Regions from separate parts of the Mus musculus genome. Here region 2 is linked to region 1. Evidence: chromatin contacts called from public Hi-C data. All regions are on one chromosome and are shown on one strand. The core of a region is the stretch at or near the end of the contact, and the rest is flanking DNA. Distances in the headings are between cores, read along the strand shown.

The links. Hi-C and Micro-C count contacts between places; a contact is called where the count stands out from the background.
Region 2: a contact with region 1 is called in a Hi-C map of the N1E-115 cell line, with 4 times the contacts expected there. The contact joins two enhancer-like sites. A contact is called at or near these places in 4 of 484 Hi-C or Micro-C datasets (the N1E-115 cell line, embryonic stem cells and uterus).

Annotation. Positions count from the first base shown.
Region 1 is chr1:14,358,374-14,365,057 of GRCm38.p6, reverse strand. No RefSeq gene overlaps it. Among named protein-coding and RNA genes, the nearest start is that of Eya1, 52 kb to the right of the region's middle. Within about 2 kb of position 5,352, at least 13 of the 459 cell types and tissues checked have an H3K27ac peak or open chromatin away from gene starts, as enhancers often do. A contact at or near this core is called in the N1E-115 cell line, where this site is marked.
Region 2 is chr1:14,567,787-14,573,749 of GRCm38.p6, reverse strand. No RefSeq gene overlaps it. Among named protein-coding and RNA genes, the nearest start is that of Msc, 190 kb to the left of the region's middle. Within about 2 kb of position 2,844, at least 16 of the 459 cell types and tissues checked have an H3K27ac peak or open chromatin away from gene starts, as enhancers often do. A contact at or near this core is called in the N1E-115 cell line, where this site is marked.

The DNA.
Region 1 (6,684 bases), core at 4,103-6,602:
GCTGGCTGACCTGGTGTGTGTACCTGGTGTGTGTACCTGGTGTGTGTACCTGGTGTGTGTATCTGGTGTGTGTACCTGGTGTGTGTACCTGGTGTGTGTACCTGGTGTGTGTACGTTATGCTGGCTGACCTGGTGTGTGTACCTGGTGTGTGTACGTTGTGCTGACCTGGTGTGTGTACCTGGGGTGTGTACGTTGTGCTGACCTGGTGTGTGTACCTGGGGTGTGTACGTTGTGCTGACCTGGTGTGTGTACCTGGTGTGTGTACGTTGTGCTGACCTGGTGTGTGTACCTGGGGTGTGTACGTTGTGCTGACCTGGTGTGTGTACCTGGGGTGTGTACGTTGTGCTGACCTGGTGTGTGTACCTGGGGTGTGTACGTTGTGCTGACCTGGTGTGTGTACCTGGGGTGTGTACGTTGTGCTGACCTGGTGTGTGTACCTGGTGTGTGTACGTTGTGCTGACCTGGTGTGTGTACCTGGGGTGTGTACGTTGTGCTGACCTGGTGTGTGTACCTGGGGTGTGTACGTTGTGCTGACCTGGGGTGTATACGTTGTGCTGACCTGGTGTGTGTACCTGGGGTGTGTACGTTGTGCTGGCTGACCTGGTGTGTGTACCTGGGGTGTGTACGTTGTGCTGGCTGATCTGGTGTGTGTACCTGGGGTGTGTACGTTGTGCTGGCTAAGGTGTTCTGCTAAGATGCATGTGGGATCCTGTCACTCTACTGCCCAGAACCTCTTTGGATTCTGACTTCACAGGGAGTAACAATGGGAGTTTTCGAGCCTGGGGGGGTCTGGCCCTGCCTCATCACTCCATCTTCTCCCCTGCATCAGTGTGGATGCTTCAGCCTTGCTTCTGGTTTGTTATTCCTCAGAGCATCACTCTTTAACTTAGGACCGTTGTCTTCACTCTTCCTGGAGTCTAGAATGTACTTTCTCCCTGGCATCTGTTTCCTTGGGGATTGTTAGCTTCTTCACCCCACTCCCCCATTGAAGTCACAGCTCCCTAACTTCAGCAGATAAGCATGCTTCCTACTGTATTGATTGCCATGTAAGGTACTAGCTGCATTCCATGCCTCTTCAATGCTTCTCTCCCTACTTGACCATAGGAACTTGCTTCTGTTTCATTTAAAGCCATTCATGTGATCTTAAAATGTTATGGTACTTATTTAATTCCCAAGACAGAAATATTCTAGAGAAACTGGAGTATCCTGAACTTTCATGTTCATTTTTTTTTATTTGTTTCAAATCTTTCCTTCCACCTTTTTGTATATACAGGTGATTTTATTTTTTAGATACCAGAGTTCTATGGGTCATTCTGAGTAAAATTAAATATACACTTTCTTACTTCTAGAAGTACATCTACTTGATGCTGCAGGAGACTTCCTTTATGTGAAGGTACTGTGGGCCTGCATACCAGAGGCTTTCGATGGAGAACTCTGGCCCATCCTGGTGCGAGAGTTCCAGGGAGGAGAAGCAAGTGTGGGCAGGGAGGGAAAATGGCCTCCACTGCTTCTGCTGCTGCAGTTGGCTCCACCTCCATTTCTGCCGTGCCTTCCAGGTTACTTGGTTACTCTGTGTAGCCCTGCACTGAGTCGGGTCAGGCTGGGTTGATGAGACTGCCAACTAGTCAGTGAGGAGGGCTCCGGAGCTTCAGGCAGCGCTGTGAGAGAGCAGACCTCTTCCCAAGTGTTACAGTTTTTAGGACAGAAGTCTCAGATGATAGAGTAGCTCTCACACAGCTTTAATCCTTCTGGATTGGATTCTTATATAGTCTTGAGGTGGATAAAGGTCTGACAACACAGGTACTTCTCATTGGTTTGGTCTGAGAGCTTTGGGGAAACCTTATTTGCATGTGGGAGGGATCCTACATGACTGATGGCCACACACCTCTCTGCGGGGACTGGGGGGACTGTGGGAAGCTGTAGCTACATGACAGGAGCCAGGGACCAGGAGTTGTGACCGAACACCTTCTGTCCCATGCAGGTAGAAATTGCCACCCACTGAGTCATTGAGGTTCCAAGACCTTTGCTCTACCTGGGACCAGGCTGTCTGTGCACAGCTCACTGCCCCACAGGTACTAAGTGTGGGCAAGGCTAGCTGAAGCTGACCAGATAGCTAGCTAATGCTACTAGTACCTTTAAGCCTCATTGGATCTTTTGCCTGTTCTGTTGCCTGCAACAGAAAAGGCAAGCACTTCCTAATTCAAAAGTCCCAATACTGTGAACTATGCATTACCCAGAAATAAACAGTAATATGTCCAAAGACATCTAAAGCAACATAGAATGCAGAGTTAGAGGAAAACCGGAGCTAATCTTATAACATCTAGTCTTCCTCCTTTTGTCTTTAGTTTAGCACTAGGGTTGGTTCTATCCACTTGAATTTTGTTACTCAAAGGTGTATGGAATAGGCCAAGTTATGTCATCTGGAAGTTTGTGTTAATGTTACCTTTAGTGATATGATTGCATTGAAAGATCAGGCCTTTATAGAGAAGATGAAGGTAATAATGTCATTGAGTGGATCCCAATGTAATAGAACTGGTGCCAGCATGCCCCTACACAGAGGGGGAGAAACACAGGAAAGAAAACAGCACAGCCATCTGAAAACTGAAGACTGTGGCTTTGGAAGGGACTACAGATATCGTGGTGTTGAAACATAAGTCCCTAGAAGAAGAAAATACATTTTTAGTCTTGAAAAGAGCAAGAGTCTCATGCAGTGTTTTGTTATGACAACTCAGCGAAAGCTTTTGGGTCACTCTATCACCCAAAGCCAACAGGAAAGTGGGCAGACCCAGGGCAACCATTCTGGATGCACTGGCATAGTATATCCAGCCTCCTCTGTCAGTCAGGTGCTGTCGGGGCAAAGATTCACAACAGAGCTTCTAAAGTGTAATTATCTCCACTTATTACTCTTGGTATACTGTCTTTGTTTACATCTAGGTGTGGGTGGTTCTTCTAAGCCTTAAGTATAAAATTATTGAAAACAAAACTATGGTCCTCAGAGGCTGATGGTGTCTTTAAGAATGCAAGATATATATACCCCATAGTTATGCATATGGCAAAAACTTAGAAGGAAATTCCTGAGAAAAACTGCAGGAATACTTGGGCAACGCTGAAATGAGAGGGAAGTAGAGGGAAGGATAAGATAGTAGTAGTCGAAAAATAATCTTATTTCTCTATGCAATATGGGGAGGCTGGGATGATGAGTCGGGAGAGAGGAGTGTTTCAGACCAGTGGAGTAAATGGAGGCAGGCACTGTGACAAGTTGTCCGGTGTAGACTCTACAATCATAGACCAACCCCGAAAGTTGTGATATGGTAGGTCATCTATGCAGCAGAATGGCTTTGGAAAAACATCATGGTAGACAGATGCATGCATGACAGTGTCGGGTTTACAGGTTGTGTGAAGGAGATACCTGCCACACTCTATTTTAGTAGCAGACTGTTCTCGAAGCATTCTCTTGAGTTTCTTAAGAAGCAGGAACTCGTAATTAAATAGGTCCCCAAAATACTGGTGCACAGTGTCTTCTTAGGGAGTTCAATACAAATAACTTTACTTTGATGGCCTAAAGCAGTTTCTTCATAAAGATGTTGGTTTCGTTATAGTTAATCCCATTTCCTACCCTAGGACCTTGAGATCTACCTTTCTTTCTTTCCTTCTTTCTTTCTTTCTTTCTTTCTTTCTTTCTTTCTTTCTTTCTTTCTTTCTTCCTTCCTTCCTTCCTTCCTTCCTTCCTTTCTTTCTTTCTTTCTCTCTCTCTCTCTCCCTTCCTTCCTTCCTTCCTTCCTTTCTTCTTTCTTTCTTTCTTTCTCTCTCTCTCTCCCTTCCTTCCTTTCTTCTTTCTTTCTTTCTTTCTTTCTTTCTTTCTTTCTTTCTTTCTTTCTTTCTCTCTCTCCCTTCCTTTCTTCTTTCTTTCTTTCTTTCTTCCTTCCTTCCTTCTTTTCTTCCTTCCTTCCTTTCTTTCTTTCTTTCTTTCTTTCTTTCTTTTCTTTCTTTCTTTCTTTCTTTCTCTCTTTCTTTTCTTTCTTTCTTTCTTTCTTTCTTTCTTTCATTCCTTCTTTTTATTCTGAAATTAACTGTAAAAAATAAGGCCTGTGTGTCTAAATATCCAGAGATCTAAATCATCTACCGAACAGTGACATTAGGAATTTGGGGTCTGGTTTGGGGGCCTCGGAGTAGAGTGAAAGCAAAAGGAAGACTAAAGAGAGTGCTGTGGTCAGGAGACAGGTGAACAGAACAACTGTTAGACACGATCGCTGCATGGGCCATGTGAGAAAGATGCTCAGTAAATGTAAACTCTGGAGAGAGGGACACAGGCAGAGAAACCGCCCTCCTCTCCCTACCAAAAAGTACACATCAGAACTAAGGACTATATTTTATCTCTTCTATATATCTAACAGAGCTCAGAGAATATGATCTATATTCAACAGAGGTATTAATAGATTTCAAGCATCCAAGTTAATATTAGAGAGAGGACGGTATAAACCATAACATCCCAGGTTATCTGTAACTGGCAAGTTTTCTCTTATTTCCTGGAGGGCTTGGGGTGTCTATCTTGACTAGAAAGACTTTGTTGAAACACTGAAGCCAACCCACCCTGACCTCTGACCTTGTGCCCTGGAGGTTTTGCTTCTTTGTTCTCCTCCTGCTGCTGCTGCTGCTTTCTGCTTTTCACTCTGACTTTGCTTGCTCCTTCATCCCCCAGCTTGCCTGTTAGCAGTGCTCCCACATGACTCAGGTAGTTTTGCTTGCCCTCTGTGCCGACTCCACACTTATACCCTTCTCCATTTTTGGCTGTTTCAGGATACCTTGTAGACCAAGACCTGGTTGGCTTCAGGGATAACAACTCCTTGGCTGGCATCCCAGATGGGCTGGCTCCAGTATTCCCCAAGGGGATAAATTATTTACCATGAGTTATTTCTAGACATGACACAATTGGATGTTCTTAGCCCAAATCAGGGAGATGACTCAGGGCACCATTCCAAACATTACTGATTTATGACTTTCATCCTATTCTCAATTTCTCTCTCTTTCTCTTTCTCTCTCTCTCTCTCTCTCTCTCTCTCTCTCTCTCTCATTTAATATAAGCTCCCCAGCCCCCTGACAGGCTGTGTGAGATTCTGGGTAGCACACCACTTCTCTGAACCACAGTTTCCTGCAATTGTAACAGGCACAGAGATAATGTCTGTCCTTTCTTTACATGATTCTCCTACAGTTATAGAAAAAAAAAATGATATAACTAATGTAAAAGACTTAGCAGGGAGCCTTCATTAATGGCAAGGTACTGTGACTAGAGAGATGGCTCAGCAGTTAAGAGTGCATTTTGTTCCTCCAGAGACCTAAGTTTGGATCCCAGCCTCACGTCTGGTGGCTCATAACTGCCTGTAATTTGAGCTCTAGGGGATCTGATGCCTCTGGCCTCCTTGGATACTCACATTCACATACATACACACAATTAAAACAAATTTAAAATACTTTTAAAATCATAAGGTATTAGTGGACCTCTTGGGAGGCCACTAGTTATATCTTTTGTAATAAGATGAATACATTTTATTGTGGATTAATACATTTATACAAAATAAAATTTAAACAGCTTAGACCATGATACTAAAGTATGACTTAATGGTGATTTTAAATTATTTTTAGCACATAAATTTATTTCTTTATGTATAAAGATGCATATACATACACCCTTATCCATCAGTTCCTATGTTCATAGCTATTTGCCACAGGGCACTTAGTTGTATTGATAATGCCAACACTAAGGTATAATGTATCTTTTGCCCACATGATCCAAATTTTAAAACACTAATTGTAAATGCTAATATTATCTTATTTACAGTTTGATTTATTTTTAAGCTCTAAGAATAATGAAACAGCAGTGCTACCCACATAAGAACTGTGTAACTATGTAAAGGACCTACCGTGTGAGGCATCACAGTCACTGGCCAGAAATGCTAAGTCTTCTTTCCATGACATAGGATGATTTGGGAAACATCAGTACAAACTCTCTAGTCAACACATTTAGGGTTTCAGGCCTAACGTTTACTGAGAACCTACTATGTGCCAGACTCTTATCTCCTTGTCTATACCACTTTGAGCTATTTGTCACACCAAGGAATCCTAGCAAAGGCCTACTCCATATTGGCTTGTGCCTTTTCAGCCCCAAATAAATCTGTATTTCATTAGCAGATATTTTGTAATTTAGCATATTCAACAACCCTACCAAAAGTGTCTAAATTACAAAGATGGTTATTTTGGAGGGTATTTAGCAGCATTCTTTAAAAATACTTTTCTTACTGCTTCATTTCATGCTCAAGCAACCAGATATTTTTAAATCATCTATTAAAGTAAAAATGTTTGAGTTATATGTAGGTGCAGTTTACTGGTTAAAATCAAACAAACCTGCCCAAGAAGTGTACAAAACCATTTCCCTTTCCTCAAAGAAGTCAATGTCCAAGCTCATTTGTTAATTTTAGTGGTCTAATGCTAGAAGAAGAAGAAGAAGAAGAAGAAGAAGAAGAAGAAGAAGAAGGAGGAGGAGGAGGAGGAGGAGGAGGAGGAGGAGGAGGAGGAGGAGGAGGAGGAGGAGGAGGAGGAGGAGGAGGGAGAGAGAGAGAGAGAGAGAGAGAGAGAGAGGAAGGAAGGAAGGAAGGAAGGAAGGAAGGAAGGAAGGAAGGAAGGAAGGA
Region 2 (5,963 bases), core at 1,595-4,094, 210 kb before region 1:
GACTATGATCCCATTGCTGGCAAGACTACCAGTTGGAACAAAAGCCAAGCAGTCTGTCAAGTCATCAAAGAGTAAGAGACCTCTGATTGAACATTTCCCATGATTCCATGCTTCTTTCAGCACCATGTGTCTCGTAAACTTTAGTGAGAGCCGGGTGAATGCCATACTGTGTGTTGGATACTAAAGATGCTAGGCTAAGTAAGACATCACTCCCACTTCAGAACCCATTGTGGAGCACATGAAGAAACACATGGGAAAATACATGCAAGTCAGTCCAGAGAGACTCTGGAGCTAGGGCCCTGGGACTTGGTGAACACAGAAAGTATCTGCATGACCCACCTCTAAAGCTAACCCATTGGCATAAGTTAGCCACAGCAACATTCTTCACCATGGAAATCCTATTTCTTCATATCTACTGCCCACTCCTTGCTAAAACACTTCTATGTTTTTCTTAAAGTTAATGACATAGCTCTTTACTGGCCAGCTTGCAGAGCTACCCTGTGATCTCATTGACTCTGCTTTATTGCGATATAATTTTCATGCTAACGAGTTACTTTTCACCTGATTTAAGTACAATCTAAAATGCCTTGGTGTATTTATAGGGTCATAAGGCCATTGCCACAGTGTAATTTCAGAATGATTTCAACATCCTAAAAGATCACCTATTTCTATTATCCATTCTCCATTCTCACCCTCAGCCTAAAGCAAATCTGTGCTTCCTTCTTCCTTCTTCCCTTCCCTTCCCTTCCCTTCCCTTCCCTTCCCTTCCCTTCCCTTCCCTTCCCTTCCCTTCCCTTCCCTTCCCTTCCCTTCTTCCCTTCCCTTCCCTTCCCTTCCCTTCCCTTCCCTTCTCTTTTCTTTTCTTTCCTCTTTTCTTTTCTTTTCTTTTCTTCTTTCTCTCTTAATTTAAATTTTCTAGAAATTTCGTACAAATACACTTATGTGATGTGGGATCTTTCATAACTGGCTTTTTTCTTTGAGCCCAGAAAATACAATGTTCTCTGTACCTTTCTTTTGAGGTTCTTCTATGTGACAACTCACATACTTACCTGATATTTTCGTTACAGAACAGGGTTGTGCTGTCTGCCCTTATCACAGTCTGTTTACATGTTCATCAGCTGAAGCACAACTATATACATTCTGGTTAGGCATGTTCTCAAAATCATATATTCATGCAAAGACGTTTGTGGGGAGTTGTATAGACCCTGAGAAATGCAGTCACTGTGTCAGATAGCTGACAATCCCCCAATCCCTCTACAATCTTATATTCCCACAAGTATTGTATGAAAGTTACAGTTTTCTTGCATCGTTTTTAGCACATGTTACTGTTTGTATATCATTGCCATGGGAACTGGAAACTCATTAAGGCTTAGGTTTAGCATGTTGTTCTATGTCTATTGGATATCATATATCTTAATGCATACATAGCTATTCAAATATTTTGTCTAATTTTTAATTGGATTGATTGCCTTCACCAATGAGTTATGAGAAGTTTCCTATATTCTGAACAGAAATCACCAGACACTTATGTCATGGATATTTTTCTACACCATCGAGACTGTAACCTACAGGGAGCAACGTTCTCAAGTCCTCAATGAGGACAAGGACATTGGTATCATTCTTCAATCTCTGCTGGTCCAGAGCACATAGTGAACAATGCCGTTTATAAAGGTCAAATTCAGGCATTCTTCAAACACAGGAGCCTCAGTCTCCAGTCATCTAGCTAGGAATTACTGTTATACCAGGGAAGTTGAGCTCAGAGAAGAGAACTTGACACAAACTGCATTTTATTTTCCAGAAGGGGGGAAAAATGTGAAAAGCAAGTCCGTAGAGTAGCTTTGGGTACCAAACATTTCCACTCTGGTTTCAGTCACCTGATTAAAAAAACAAAAACTAATGTGAAATTTATAGCTGCAATTTTAAAAAGAGCATGTTTGCAAGATTTTTAATCTCCTCAGTTTTCACTCAACAAAAACCCTTACAGGTTTACTACTGTGATTGGATTTGGAAGGGGCTTATTCAAGTTTCTATTGCGTTCAATGATAGGGTTTGGGGTATTTTTAATGTACAGTAAACTCACAGAGTGATCAGTTTGGAGTCCAGCACAATTTTAAAACCACACAACCACACACTCACGACAAAACAGGGAGAGATTTGAAATTTACAAAATCCAAATTGTGTTTAGGTTAAAACCAGAAATATTGCAAATATGTTACCATCATCAAGAGTTTGAGTTCTGTATGTGTGGGCCTGCCTTCTTTCAGTAATGATTTGAGAAGGGGGGGGGGGGACGACCAGAAGCTACAAAATAAGATCATACAGAGGCAAAAGAATCTGAAATTTAAGATTGCCATCCAGCTTCCAGGCCGCCCTTCTGGTTATTGTCCTGGGGCTCTGCCTTCTCCTCTTCTTTACCAGAGTGTATCACCTCCCTGCCCTGAAAATGAAATTAGCAAGCTCAACCCCCTTGTGGAATCTAAATATGGATGGGAGGGAGACCATGCCACGATGGATGTCTGCATAAGAGAGTTGATGTCCACTTTTTATCTTGATATATATTGATCTGGAGTTTGGTCAGTTTTTATTTGAAATGAATAGTTCTGTAGCTCTGTGCAGATGTTTATTATTTTAATAAATGATGTCTTCTAAACACTTTCCAAGTCTGGCAGTTCCTAAACTATTGGCTGACATTTTTATCTATAATATATGGTAAAAAGTAAACGTGGGCTGAGATCCTGGTGATGATTCAAAGTTGCGTCTCTTATTTTCGACAGGACTTGGATGTGAATCCCTGTATTGGCTGCCATTTGGTTTTTCTCTTGGAAGAGCACGATGTGCATTTCCCAGTCTGACCACTTGAGGGGATCAGACTTTAGAGATGGCAGCTAATTTAGGTCTTTATGTCAAAAGGTAGAACAAATATTTATTTGTTACTGAATGTCTCTTCTGACAAGTAGTCAGGAAGCGGGTCACGAAACCTGAGTTCTGAGATAAATGACTCTTTATGTCCTCCTGTCTAGGTGGAAATGGGCACGTGCTGATGAATGCAGGCCTGGGAGGTACTAGGCCAGGCCCAGCACACAATTTATGGTCAGCACTCTTGGACTTCAGAATGATTAATACCATCAATTCTCACTGGAATAAAAGCTGCTTTAGCCCAAGAGAGGACTGTATATTACTGTTTATAGAAGCAGATAACATCAAAGTAGCCCTAGGTTTGTGTTAAACAAATATAAAATTCTGGGTCAGCGAAAATTAATCCTAAAGGAGTAAGAGAAAGTTCCTAATGACTGTGAGATCCACACATTATCATTTTCATTCAAGTGGTAGAAAATGGCAAAGCTATTAAAGAGATTTGCAAATGGCCCCTTTACTGCATAGAGCTAACAGCTGCAGAGCAGCCTATTCTCCATTGGAGAGCTCTGCTATCAGGACATGTGCAGTCTGTTAATGAAGTGTACGAGTCTATGCAGTTCCAGATTATGTTCAGGGGCATCTGAACCATTTTACTATTGGGTTTCACAACAAAACACAGTAAATCACATTATATTTTATACATTCTTACACTCTACGCAGCTGTAAGCATGGATGAATTAAACACTGCCCTCCTGTCCATGCTACACAAAACAGATGTTACTTCAGCAGCACATCAGAAAGAGATTTTTCTCCTCCATTGTTGCTTTTCAGTGACTAACTACATATCCCTTGTTTTAGGAAAACTGGGCCGTTTTAAGCAAAAGAAAACTGTAGGTATCAATTATACTTTGATGTTTTTACTACAAATTTTTAAGAATACCTTGGGATATTTTTAGTACAGTTCAAAAATTATTGTTAAATTTCTCAGCAAATATGTTTCTATTTCTCTTCCTATACCATTGTTTTTTTGCTTTAATATGCTTTTACTCAAAAATTTGACTTCATTACCAAATTTGAATTTGTCATAAATTCGTCATTCTTTCCAAGTGAATTACAAAGTATCTACTCATTTCAAATAAGCTTGAGTTAATTTAACTTCATTAAAATCAAGTGTAATGTGGTAGCTCATTGGATAAAGGTGCTGGCTGGCCACCAAGCTTGATGGTTTGTTTCAGAATCCACTGCTAGAAGAAGAGACCCAACTCCCACCAGTTCTCCTTTGACCTGCACACAAATATCATGGCATGTGTGGACACATCCACACTCACACACATATACACACATACACATATACAACACACACAGCACACTAAACCAGATTTGTTAGATAAATAGTAAACAGGTTTGTGTATTTGTTAGATATTTATTAACAATATAATATCAAATATTATTGAATATTCCATTAAAGACATTCTTTATTATGTAGATGTTAAGTATTAATATAATTAATATTTAGTAGATGAATAATAAATATATTTTAAGAAAATAAATTCACTATTATATTCTCCCATTAATCTGAAATACATGAAGTAACTTTTTCTTTAATTTCACTGTTACTTCAAGTATTTTACTAATTTCAAAAAGATGGGAATCTAATTATCTTGCATATCACTGCATCCTCTCTCATGTTTAGATTTTGCCAATTTTTAAAAATAATCACTAATTACTAATCCAATATCTAATATACTAAGTTGGTTTTCCTTTGGAAAATATCATAGGGAAAATGATTAGTCATTTACTTGAAATCAAAAATGTGCTATTTGAATATTTTAAAATTATGTGGCTGGCCCTCAGATTCCTAAGATTAGCATTTAACCATAGGTTTTATTATGCAATTTACGGGGAAATGTTTTCATACTGTGATAATATAGAAAAATTCACCCTACCAAATGAGGGGTTCACGTGCCATTTTTATAGCTCAGTGTTTACTGATTTGTGTTTGTCCCTGACACGTCAGGTAACATTAGAGCTCACTTGGTAGTATATCGTCATGAGTTTATCCAGACCTGCCCAGCCCTACATCTCAGAAATCAGACAGTAGTCTCTAAACCGCCATCTACTCATGCTCAAAACGGCTGCATGCCATTGCAGAATCATGACTTTATGCCATCTCTCATTGATTGTCACAGAAACTCAAATCGGCATGAAAGAGAATTTGCTGTGCTTGGTTGTTTTACTGCTTGTCTCTTGCAGGCCATAATTTCTGTGTCATCTTTGAAATTTTTATAGATGCTTTTAAATTTTGGCAAATAATGAAATCAAGCTACCAGTCTAATTCTTCAGTAACCTACTTTGGCAAATTGTTACTAAATTGATAAATTTGTTGTATATATCTCATACAAGCTTGTCAAAGCTATTTCATATTATTTTTCTTTGTTCATTCCTTTTGAGTCTCAAACTGTCTTAAACTAATATGGAAAGATAGAAACTCCATTTAACAAATGAGAAAACCCAATCCCAGATTACAAAGTCAAGGCCAAGCCTTGGAATCCTTCATTAACAGTGAGTCACTGTGCTTGTGAGACTATATGCAGGGATTAAGGTATCAAGGCCAAAATTTTGTTGAGCAAACTAATTGCTCAACAGAGTCTCACAGCTTTAATGAAACTGTCTTGTGGGGAGGGTCTTTATTTGGGTTATAGATTATTTCTGCATATCTATAAATATCAGTCATATTATTTAAGTAACCAAAACATTGAGATTCTGATTTTGTTATAACCATTTTTGACAGAAATTGGTCATGAAGATACTGGCACAGAATCAGAAATTAGAGTTTTGGGCTTCAGCACTGAAATTGGTTTTAATGACTTTTACAATATTTTTTAATTTTTAATTATGTGTATACATGCACATCTATGGGTGGGAATATGCACTTGTGCATTCTGGTGACCTCAGAATCCAGAAGATGCTATTGGGTCCCTTGGAACTGGAATTATAGGTAGTTGTGAGCTGCTTCAGGTGGGTGCAGGGAACCAAACTCAGGGCCTCTTTAAAGATGTGCATGCTCTCAACCTCTGAGCTATCTCTTCAGTCCTTGTCATGCATGG